Linked DNA regions of Mus musculus: region 2 is linked to region 1. A link is a contact called in public promoter capture Hi-C data. All regions are on one chromosome and are shown on one strand. The core of a region is the stretch at or near the end of the contact, and the rest is flanking DNA. Distances in the headings are between cores, read along the strand shown.

Region 1 (5,982 bases), core at 1,211-3,710:
TAGAATGGCACACTAGATGTGGACAACAGTAAATATGTCCTAAATCGCTAGAAAAATAAGTCTAGCTCAGAGAAACAGAACATTCCAGAGATCTGATAAACGGTGTGGTAGTGAGAACTCGGCATTTAAGTACAAGCCAAACCAGACTGTCGTCAGAATAGACATGAGCTACATATTCATGAATATTTGGACACCGCCCCCCCCCCAATCCGGATCATGCACAGGTCAAACAAGGCTCATGCTGGAATCAAAGGACACAGAGATGCCAATGAAGGAAGCTGGAGTGTAGAGATGGGAATGGGACAAACATGTTGAGAAATAGGCAAGAAATAAAGGCTTTGGTGAAGACTGCCTGGCTTCCAGCATGTGGTTTCTGGAGAAATAGTCTGTCATCTCGGTAACTCACCACAGCCGTCTAATACAGCTAATCTGTGTAGGTTTTTGTTTCTGTTTCCTTTACAAAGCTCCTTACTTCAATTCCTTTGGGTCTTTGAAATTCATAATTTCCAGGTTTTTGAGTGATGAAGGAGGTGTCTGTACACTATTTTTCATTCCTATCAAGGTCTGGGGCAGACAATGCTAACTAAACAGATTAACATTCCTGTTGTGAATATATTAGTGTTCATACTCCTGAGAGAACTAAAACTCCCAAGAAGCCTCAGCCAGGTTAGCTTCTGAGGCCAAACAAATTCAGTACAGATCAGCTCAGAATCAGAGTTCTCTGAATCTCAGAAATGCAGATATGTAACTATGGATGTGTATAAATAATGTGACAACTTTTCCCACTGCAGAAGTCAAGCTGCATGTGTAACCCTGTCTTAAGTGACCGTTACTCTGGAGAAAGATGAGAGAATTCTCTTTATGTTGTATTTCAAATTATGGGAATTAGAAATACCTTGCCTTGTTTTTGCTGCTGTTGTTATGAAACACTACATCACTACACAGAATAGATTTTTTAAATGGTAAGCTTCATAATTTTCTTCAGAGAACGGCAAATATATGTCTTTCTTTGCAACAATGAAACACATATTGTTGAATCCACCTTAAGATTCGTTTTCTTTTATGTTTTTTTCATAACTAATTACATATAAAGCCCACGGTACATATTATTCAAATGCATGTCACATAGCATACCTCTGAATTCAGGTGTGAAATGAAGCGTCTGAAGAAGGGAGCTGAGGTAACAGGTTCCACCCTGATTTCTGATTCCACTTAAATTGGTGAATTCTCTAGGGGCAGGCGGCTCCAAACCTTTAGTCTTTAATTTCTTCCCTCTTCCATACTGACTACTTGACACACTGGAATAATCCTCTTCAAATAGGTTCCCAAACATGGTGGAACTAAACGCTATCCTTTAAAGAAAATATGTTACATAAATGTTTCCATTCTTTAAATGTACCTCCACCCCCAATTTTCTCTTATTATTCGAGCGTAGCTGTTTTGTTAAATCGTTCTTCAGAAAACACAGTAGTTTGTGTTTTGGAGAAAGCGAGACCTGACTTGTCTTTCCTACCTACACGGGGTCCTGATTAACCTGTGTGATCCTGGACAAGTTATTTTAGCTAACATTTACTTCTATGTAAAATGGGGCTGCGTATTTTTCATAGGTAAATTAAACCAGTCACATGACAAAAGAAAGGTTACTGAGTACAAAGGGCTTGACCCACAAGAACCGATAACTATTCTTGGATTCCACATCACTAAATGAGGGGGGGGGGGAGAGAAGGGGAGGAGCCTTCATCAATTATGAAATCTCAGCTTCCCCCATCCCTTCATACACAGTACCAGATCACAGCGTTTCAGTGACTTAACCCTATCACATTAATCTTGACAGTAGTTTCAGCACTTTGGCCCTAAACTAGAGAGCCAGGAGTAAGTACCTTGAGGAAGAAAAACTCTGGTCATTAGAGCCATGGAGTCCAATGGCCTTCCAAAACATACCCAGGAATCCAACTGCAGAAGTGGGGACCTGCGGGAATCTGTTCTGTTTCTTGTGTGGGGAAGGGACATTTGGGGTAAAACGCTGAGAACACTCTCTTAAGTGATAGGAATGGCCAAAATGCAGTTTTCTTCCTTCCCAACACAGTCCTCTGAACAAAAGCTCAAGAAATGGAACTCGCGAGGCAGGCCTCGAGCTAGCTCGCGGGCTGGCTTCCCGTCACGCCGCTCCAGAGGCCTTGCCGCCCACCAAGCCGCCCAGCGCCCAGGAGCGCGACCAGGCGCGCGTCCCCGCGGCCCGACCCCTGACGCGCTGCCAGCAGAGGCCCGGCGTCTCTCCCCAGGCCGCCGGCGTCGTCCCTACGCTGCCCTCGTCCCTCCCTGCGCCCAGTTCCCCAGCCCCACTTACTGCCTATAGCCCAGACCCCCGCCCCGGCCACAGCACAGAGTAAACGAACTCGCTCCGAACGGGCACCGCCATGCCGAGGAGGCCGTGTCTCTGGAAAGTGATTTCCAACCACCCACCCCCACCCCAGATGCGACTACACTTCCCAGGGTGCGTCGCGCCACGCGGAGATTTATGGGTAGTTATACTGCTCTTTTTCCAGACGGCTTACAAGTTAAAATTTGTATTTATTGCTGCCTGCAAAAAGCGTTGGAGCCACATTCTGTTAGAGCTTTCACCATTTAAGTGGAGTATGTATTTATATAGTCTCTGCTCTAGGATAACAAAAGAACCTTAAAACAGTTTTTCCTCTTCAAAGTATATCTCTGATACAAAACTTGTGAAAATGCTCTACGTTCTGTGAACCTTCTTACATCGCCTTCAATCCACCTTAAGTAGTTTATATATAACCATGCAAGCATGTATGCACACAAAACTGTCTGTCCTGCTGGAGCTCTTCGGATAGGTTACTTCCCATCCTTTGCACAGACCCCATTTGTATCTCCCTCGTCTCCTCCAACCTCTATCAGGATGTGAATGAAGGAAACAGGTGAAATCTAATTTTTATTTCAGCTGAGAGTTTAAGAGATGGAGAACAGGAATAAAGATGGAGGGTGATGGGGGTTGAGGGTGGCAGAGTCCAAGTGACCATCAGTCCAAGGGATTTGTCTTTGGAACATTTGAGGGAGGCTGGTGTGGCTAGAACGCTGAGGAAGTGTTGGGAGGAAAGGACTGGAGATGACCATTGGCTAGGAATAAGGGGTCTGGGCCAGGAAATGGACTGGGAGAGTACACAGCTCTCAGTACTCCAGGTGGAGGACCACTTTGCTTTTTAGCAACCTCCCCTTCACTTTGCTTTCCTGGCCATATCTCTTTCTGTCTTATGGTACTTTATCCTCCTATTTAAAAATCACAGCTATACCTTAAACTTTTATTCCCTGACCAAAACTCAACACTGTAAGCCAAGATCCACAGGCATAGGTGGCTTCCCTCTGGGCAGCTATATCCCCTTACACCCATGTGCTTGTTAGTTAGGTTTTGATTACTTTTTTTTTTTCTTGGTAGGTTGTTTGTTTTTGTACTTTATTTTGTTTTGTTTGTAAACGGGACACAAGCTAGGGTCACATGGAAAGAGGGAACAGATGCTGAGAGAATACCTCTATAAGATTGGCCTGGAGGCAAGTGTGGGGACATTTTCTTGATGAATGATTAATGTGGGAGGACCCAGCCCACTATGGGTGGTGCCAACCTTGGGAAGGTGGACCTGGGTTGTATAAAAAACAAACTGAGTGACCCAGAGGGAACAAGCCAGAGAGCAGGGTTTCTCCATGGCCTCCACTTCAGGTTCTGCCTCTAGTCCCTGCCTTGAGTTGCTGCCCTGCCTTGAGTTCGTGATGAACTGTGAGCTGTCTGAAATGAACCCTTTTCTCCCCACGTTGCTTTTACTGGTGGTGTTCATCACTGCAATAGAAAGCAACCTAGGACAGCCTGGCCTCTTTGTTATGTTCTGACTCATAGTTCCATTCTACCACCTGTCTACGTTCTCCTTCTCTCTCTGGGGTCAACTTACTGCAAGTGGCCATACCCCAAAGTTATCTTATCTCTTGGATTGGCTTACTTTCTGTGTACTTTCTCTAATTCTGGGCACTCAACTGTCCAATCCCTCCCACCCACCCCCATTTCTCACACTTTAGGTCTCTCCATAGACAGTCTTGTCTACATTTGTCTGACCCACTTTATTTTCTGTTCCTTTGTAGTTAAAACTGTAGTTCATCCCATCCTTTTGATTTCTCTTACACAATGAGGCAATATCCAAGAACACATCAAAACAATCATCCATCCTGACCAAGTAGGTTTCATTCCAGGGATGCAGGGATGGTTTAATATACGGAAATCCATCAACGTAATCCACTATATAAACAACACAAAGACAAAAACCACATGATCATCTCGTTAGATGTGGAGAAAGCATTTGACAAAATCCAACACCCATTCATGATAAAAGTCTTGGAAAGATCAGGAATTCAAGACCCATACCTAAACATGATGAAAGCAATCTACAGCAAATCAGTAGCCAACATCAAAGTAAATAGTGAGAAGCTAGAAGCATTCCCACTAAAATCAGTGACTAGACAAGGCTGCCCACTTTCTCCCTACCTATTCAACATTGTACTTGAAGTCCTAGCCAGAGCAATTCAACAACAAAAGGAAATCAAGGGGATACAAATTGGAAAGGAAGAAGTCAAAATATCACTTTTTACAGATGATATGATAGTATATATAAGTGACCCTAAAAATTCCACCAGAGAACTCCTAAACCTGATAAACAGCTTCAGTGAAGTAGCTGGATATAAAATTAACTCAAACAAGTCAATGGCCTTTCTCTACACAAAGGATAAACAGGCTGAGAAAGAAATTAGGGAAACAACATCCTTCTCAATAGTCACAAATAATATAAAATACCTTAGCGTGACTCTAAGGAAGTGAAAGATCTGTATGATAAGAACTTTAAGACTCTGAAAAAAGAAATTAAAGAAGATCTCAGAAGATGGAAAGATCTCCCATGCTCATGGATTGGCAGGATCAATATAGTAAAAATGGCTATCTTGCCAAAAGCAATCTACAGATTCAAAGCAATCCCCATCAAAATTCCAACTCAATTCTTCAATGAAATAGAAAGGGAAATCTGCAAATTCATCTGGAATAACAAAAAACCTAGGATAGCAAAAACTCTTCTCAAGTATAAAAGAACCTCTGGTGGAATCAACATGCCTGACCTAAAGCTTTACTACAAAGCAATTGTGATAAAAACTGCATGGTACTGGTATAGCGACAGACAAGTAGACCAATGGAATAGAATTGAAGACCCAGAAATGAACCCACACACATATAGTCACTTGATCTTTGACAAGGGAGCTAAAACCATCCAGTGGAAAAAAGACAGCATTTTCAATAAATGGTGCTGGCACAACTGGTGGTTATCATGTAGAAGAATGTGAATTGATCCATTCCTATCTCCTTGTACTAAGGTCAAATCTAAGTGGATCAAGGAACTCCACATAAAACCAGAGACACTGAAACTTATAGAGGAGAAAGTGGGGAAAAGCCTTGAAGATATGGGCACAGGGGAAAAATTCCTGAATAGAATAGCAATGGCTTGTGCTGTAAGATCAAGAATCGACAAATGGGACCTCATAAAATTGCAAAGCTTCTGTAAGGCAAAGACACTGTCAATAAGACAAAAAGGCCACCAACAGATTGGGAAACGATCTTTACCTATCCTAAATCAGATAGGGGACTAATATCCAATATATATAAAGAACTCAAGGAGGGGGACTCCAGAAAATCAAATAACCCCATTAAAAAATGGGGCTCAGAGCTAAACAAAGAATTCTCACCTGAGGAATACCGAATGTCTGAGAAGCACCTGAAAAAATGTTCAGCATCCTTAATCATCAGGGAAATGCAAATCAAAACAACCCTGAGATTCCACCTCACACCAGTCAGAATGGCTAAGATCAAAAATTCAGGTGACAGCAGATGCTGGCGAGGATGTGGAGAAAGAGGAACACTCCTCCATTGTTGGTGGGATTGCAAGC
Region 2 (5,982 bases), core at 1,923-4,422, 1.0 Mb after region 1:
TGGAGGCTGGCCTTCTTACTTACTGCACTGCCTCTATTTTGTCTACACTGCTGACCACAAGGCAGATGGCTGACCCATCTCCAGACTTGTCTCTCTTCTGTTCGACTGCATATTTCATCTGTGTGGTGTCTAGAAGCTATCCTGTACTCCTGTGACCATCCTGTGACCTCCTCTTAAAAATAACCAATTTGTGCCTCTTTTTGAACCTCGAAGTGCTTCACAATCAAATGCCAGATAAATCCCACAATGTCCCATTCAAAGTGGCACAAAAGGGCAGGAGGCAAGCTTTCTTGGTGGTTACAATAAAAGTCTCGACCATGTGATTTTCTACTTTGGGTTACCCGAGTCAAAGACACTTCTCAGAAAAAGCAGAAATGCTTGCCAGACTCACTAGGGTAAGTATTTCTGCCTTGTCAATGGCAAGATTTTGGAAATACAGAACAGCTTCACAACCAAGACCATCAAACTTTGTTTGAAGACTGAAGCCTAGCTCTTGAGTAGCTGCTTTAGGGACAGGGCAGGAGAAGAGAGAGGGGAGGGACACACACTCCATCTCACGAAACTCGGAGCAGTGCAAAAAACTGATGTCACATCTTCTACTTCTTTTTCTGTTTCTTATTGGGATGCTAGAGACCAAGCCTCGGGTCTCCCGGACATTAAGCGGCACTACCCTACACCTCAGCTCTCTTTTGACTTTTTCTGGTTCTTAGTCAAGATCTCAGAAAGCTGCCCCAGTTGCCTTCAAATTCCTGGTACATTCAGCCCAGGCAGGCCTTGAACTTGTGATCTTCCTACATCAGCCTCTAAAGTGGCTGAGATGTCAGGTCTCTATCCCAAGGCCTAGCTCTTAACTCCTTATTATAGATAAGGAAAGTGAGGCTCAAAGAGGTCCCATACCTTGCCCAAGGTCACCCCAAGCAGTAGAATCAAGATTCAATATTGCGTGTAGACTATGCTAACCGTTTCCTAAGGCCTTTTCAGTGGGACCAGTTACCAGAAGCAGAATCCCAGAATCCCAGCCTCTGGCTATGTGAACTCGCGGGTGACCTAGAAAATGGAGTACCATGCCAGAGAGAAAAGAAGGCCCCATGAAAGAAACAACAGAAGCCTATCCTCAGAAATGGCCCCCGCTCAGCCCTCAAAGCACCTGATTGGCTCTCCATTCCTCTGATAACTATGATGCCTGAGGAGGCTCATCCCAGAGGCATTAGGACTTCCAAAGCCAGCCAGGGTGAAAAAGGAAGCAGATACAGGGCCCAGGCCACAGTGGAAGAGAGGGCAGCCTCAAAGTAGGTGTCTTTTGTGTTCTGAGAACGGTGGAGTTACATTGGATTCATGGATAGAATATGGCAGAAAGTGTCTTCGGGGAGGAACAGGGTGGGAGGTATTATGTGACTTTTTCTGTTCATGTGGGGAGACATGAACCCCAGGTAGGGTACCATCGACAGAGCAGAGAAGCAATTCCACCCAAGCTTTAGGTGGGTGAACCAGTGGGCTTCCTGTGCTTTACTTACAAGAGCATGCTCCTTATAGAAGCATAGATGACTCAAAGCCAGCCCCAGCACGGGACTCGCCAGAGGGGCATCTTTGGAACGCCATGTACAGCTCTGGCTCCTGCAAAGAGTCTCCTCTCTCAAGCAATTTCTAATAGTATATTGCCCCGGGGAGAGCCTTATGAGTCCTGTAACTTTCTCTCTCCATCTAGGAGAGGGTGCATTGAAAGGTCTTTCCTTCAAAGAGAGGGTGCAATTGGGAGGTGACACCTACTACACAAATGGAATCAAGTCAGAATAGAGGTGAGGCCAGGGGACCCAATGTGGTATTCAGAAAATCAGAGCCTAAATCAGAGATTAGCACGCTCTGTAGACAGAGTGGGGGACTGGGCACTGGACTAAAATTAACAGGCAGAGGAGAGCACCTGGCAGGAAGCCCCCACTCCAAGACACCTTTAGCATAGCCAAAATTACCTCAAAAACACAGAGGATCTCCCTAGCACTGCGCCTGGTCAGCCAGACAAGGTCAGACAGGCATCCCAGAAAACATGTGGAAAACACTGACCAATCAGCACCGACTGGAGGAGAAACAAGAAAAATAAGTTGAAATCTACCATAACCAGAAAACACACTAAGGATCTAGCAATAACAATAGAGGTGCTTTATTAAGAAAATATGTTTCTCCTGGCTGTGAGTTCAGGATATGATGATCTAGGGAGGGTTGTATCAGGGAATAAAATGGAAACCAGAAGAGGAGACCTGGTATGGACCTTCAGCCTATGGGCAAACACAGTTGAGTGCACACCTCATGTATATACCATATACAGACACACATAAAATCAAATTGAAAGGTTTAATTAGATTCCATATATAAAAACGAAGTGAAGGCAAAAGCTTAATTCTCAGGCACAGACAGACTCTCTGGAGGATAGGGAGGAAATAGTTAAAGGAGGGGGGTTGGAGGGGAAGACAGCAGGTAAACAGGCTATTGTATGCTCTGAAAACGCCTTCTCAGCCATCACACACCTGCTCAGGATCAGCACAGGCAGCCGTTAAACTTGGACCATTTTGGAGAGAAACACAAGGGAGCCAACTACCGTCCCCTCCCAGACCTCCAATTAAGCGTGGCATCTGCTGAGTCATGAGGTCAGAGCACTCCTCCAAGCAAAAGTGCAGACACCGCCCAAAGTACCTGCGTGCCTGGGAGCTGTGGAAACTAGGAGAGGCACGGGGCGGTTTCTGTGACCAAGCCTGGGCAGGATATAAAAACTCAGCACAGAAGCAGGTCTAACGCGCAGGCAAGGAAGCTTCTGGAAGCCGGATAGGAAAGACATTTCTCCGAGTTGCATTAAGGAAAAACCAACCCCTACCCTCACCCTTGCCCCTGTCTGTCTCTGTCTCTCTAATTTCTGACAATAAAACATTTTCTCTGATTCGACAAGTTTTCTCCCTTCTTTACAGTTCTGCCTGGCTTTCTTTTGCTATGATAAAAACCAAAACTAAAAGCAACTTGGAAGTGAAAGGGTCTGTTCCCCTTACCTCTCTGCGGTTCCCAGTTTTGCTTCTGATTTCAAAGCGGTTACTCCACCCCCAACCTGAAACTCAGTGTTCCGATGTTCCTTCTCTGTTCCTGAATAAGGAAGCCTCGTGGTGCCAAGTCTAGGTGTGGACTCTTAACTGAGGCCATTTTGTTCTAGTGACCCTGGAGGGCGAACTCCATCTTTAACTCAAAAAACATCTGTCTTTCTTCGTCTCCCTTTTGGTTTCGACCTCCTGAAGTGCACGAGGTCTCCCCCTCTCCGGGCTGCTCACACCTCTTCCCTTCCTTTCCCCTCCATCTCTTTTTCAGACCATTGGCTTCTATCTCAGTAGCGGGGATGTTTCTCAGGCTCCTGGTCTACTCAGCCAGCAGCGCTCCATTTCTTCAGCATCAGATATGGTACTCACTGCCTTCCCATGCCCACGGTCCTCAACTCCAGCTCCTTGGCGGCTTTCCCACTCAGGAACCCTCTGTGGGTTCCCTCCCCTCCTCAGCAAACACTCTTGTTTTTTGTTTTTTGTTTTTTGTTTTTTCTGAAATTGCAGGTGACTTTCTATCCCTAATTCTTAGAGGCAGCAGGCTCTGGTGGTTCACTGTCAAGAAACTAGATGGATTCTGACACATGTGATCTAAGTTCCTTCCTTTAAGTGCCTTCTGGACTCCGTGAAATTTAAAGGCAAGTAAAACAAATAAATTTTCCCAGGCCACCTCAGACATATGTATCCTGTAGAGACCAGTGAGGGAGATGGAGCCTCGCTATAGTGACCCAGGGCATCGTCTAATAGAGATTTTTTGTGCTGGATTTCTTCTCACGCCCACAGCCAGCGCTAGAACACAATAACCAAAATATCTTGATTCATCCAAAAATAATCTTCACCTCAAAAGCCATTTTTAATTGGCAGATAAAATTGTATAAATTATCATGTACTGCATGCCATTCCAAAGTATATACACATTGTGCAATGAATAATTTGGTTAATTAATGTATGTGTTGTTTTGCATAGTTAGTATTTGAAGTGAGACTATATAAACTCTTAGCATTTTCTGAGAACATAATATGTATATTAACTATTACTATACTGGTGCTGTAGCGTGTGGTAAGTCTCTTGAAGTTACTCTTTATGTCCAATCATGTTTGTCTTCCTCCACTGACACTCCCCAAAGTTCCTCCTTCAACAATCCAGTCACCGTTCTACTCTTTCTCTGTCTCTCTCTGTCTCTGTCTCTCTCTATATGTGTGTGCATGTGCGTGTGTGTGTGTGTGTGTGTGTGTATTGAACTCATATTTTTTAGATTCCACACATCACTGAGGTCATGATGTATTTGCCTTTCTTTGTCTAACCTCTTCATATACCATAATGTCAGGTTCATTTAAATTGTCTCAAATGTTAGGATTGCCTTTCTTAGGGCTGAATAGTATATTCAATTGTGTATATATGTCCTGTTTTCCTTATGCATATTGCATTGATGGACACAGGTTGGTTGCACAACCAGTGTGAATAGTGAACAGTACTGCAGTGACCTCTCTCTCTCTCTCTCTCTCTCTCTCTTTCTCTCTCTCTCTCTTTCTCTCTCTCTCTGGGTGTGTGTGTGTCTGTGTGTGTGTGTGTGTGTTATTAATAGATGATATGATGGTTCTATATTTCGTTTTCTAGGGATAATTTCCCAATGCAAAATTATCTTAACTTATGAAAAGCAACTAATGAATATAATACTATGTTTCTTTACTGTAAGGGAAAGACCTGCACACTTTTGTATAAGTTGCTTTTTCTGTTTTCATCTGATGTCATATGTCCTAGTCAACTTTAATTGTCCAAACTTGACATAGCCTAGAGTCACCAGAGGTAGGAGACTCAACTGTTCCAATCAGGGATATTGTACTTGCTTGCAAGCATATCTGTGGAGGATTGTCTTGATTGCTAATTGGCTCACTGTGGGTAGCACCATTCCCTAGGCAGATGGTCCTGGGCTGTACAAGAAAGCTAGCTAAGCACAGCCTGCTGATGAACCAGCAAGCAGCAGCCCTCCATGGTTTCTGCTTCAAGTTCATGCTTGAGTTCTCACCCTGACTTCCTTTAATGATGGACTGAGGTCTGGAAATGTAAGTCGAATAAAACCTTCCTACTCTAAGCTGCTAAAGAATGCAACTAAAACAGCATATACAGTATGCCTTATATCCCTTACCATTTCATAGTGTGCCGCCCTTTGTCACAGGTACACCACTCTGTCAGAACCCACCAATTCCAAAGACCCATCTCATACTGACAACCAAAAGCTTTCTCAAGGCGAGTTTCTGGGTTGATTGGTGGGTTTAACATCAGTTTCGTTTGCATTGTGCTTGCAAAGATCCATCATTATCTCAATAGTGTCTTAAATATCCTTGAAACACAAATTAAGAATTTTATTTAAAAAATGCTTCGGAGATGCTTATTTGCCTAAATAAACTTTTTAAAGAAAAAGATGTACTTATTTATTTTATGTAGCTGTCTTCAGACACACCAGAACATGACATCAGATCCCCTTACAGATGGTTGTGGTTGCTGAGAATTGAACTCAGGACCTCTGGAAGAGCAGTCAGTGCTCTTAACTGTTGAGCCATCTCTCCTGCCCAACTTTCATTGTTTATTGATTTATTTAATACTGCCAAGAGAACTCACCTTGAAATGTAAGGGATTTATGGCAGGACCTTCCATTTTCTATATGTTCCTACTATCTGCTTTTTGCAACTAAGTATAATGTTAGTATAATTTTAATTAATAGCCATAAGAAAATATTACTACAATGAGGTCCTCATGATAACCAACAAGTCTGTCTCTGAAATATGGAGAAATTACATGATAGGGTGAACTGTGAGTTTAAATTACAGGGTGAATGGCATGTGCTTGGAATATACTAGCTCACAAAGGTGGAGAATCTTAAGAGCTTTGACCTTCTGTATGTGGCTGCTCG

The links. Promoter capture Hi-C pulls out the DNA fragments that hold promoters and counts their contacts.
Region 2: a contact with region 1 is called in a promoter capture Hi-C map of embryonic stem cells, with 2.8 times the contacts expected there. The contact joins the promoter of 1700067G17Rik here to the promoter of Usp40 in region 1. A contact is called at or near these places in 3 of 39 promoter capture datasets (embryonic stem cells, liver and stem cell-derived epiblast-like cells).

Annotation. Positions count from the first base shown.
Region 1 is chr1:88,006,091-88,012,072 of GRCm38.p6, forward strand. Usp40 (ubiquitin specific peptidase 40) reads right to left here and starts at 2,461. Exons shown (of 32, transcript NM_001198573.1): 1 at 2,348-2,461; 2 at 1,135-1,352. The coding sequence starts at 1,333.
Region 2 is chr1:89,012,941-89,018,922 of GRCm38.p6, forward strand. 1700067G17Rik (RIKEN cDNA 1700067G17 gene) reads left to right here and starts at 3,173. Exons shown (of 3, transcript NR_040471.1): 1 at 3,173-3,432; 2 at 3,606-3,709. Gm34194 (a long non-coding RNA gene) reads right to left here and starts at 3,238. Exons shown (of 9, transcript XR_003947921.1): 1 at 3,033-3,238.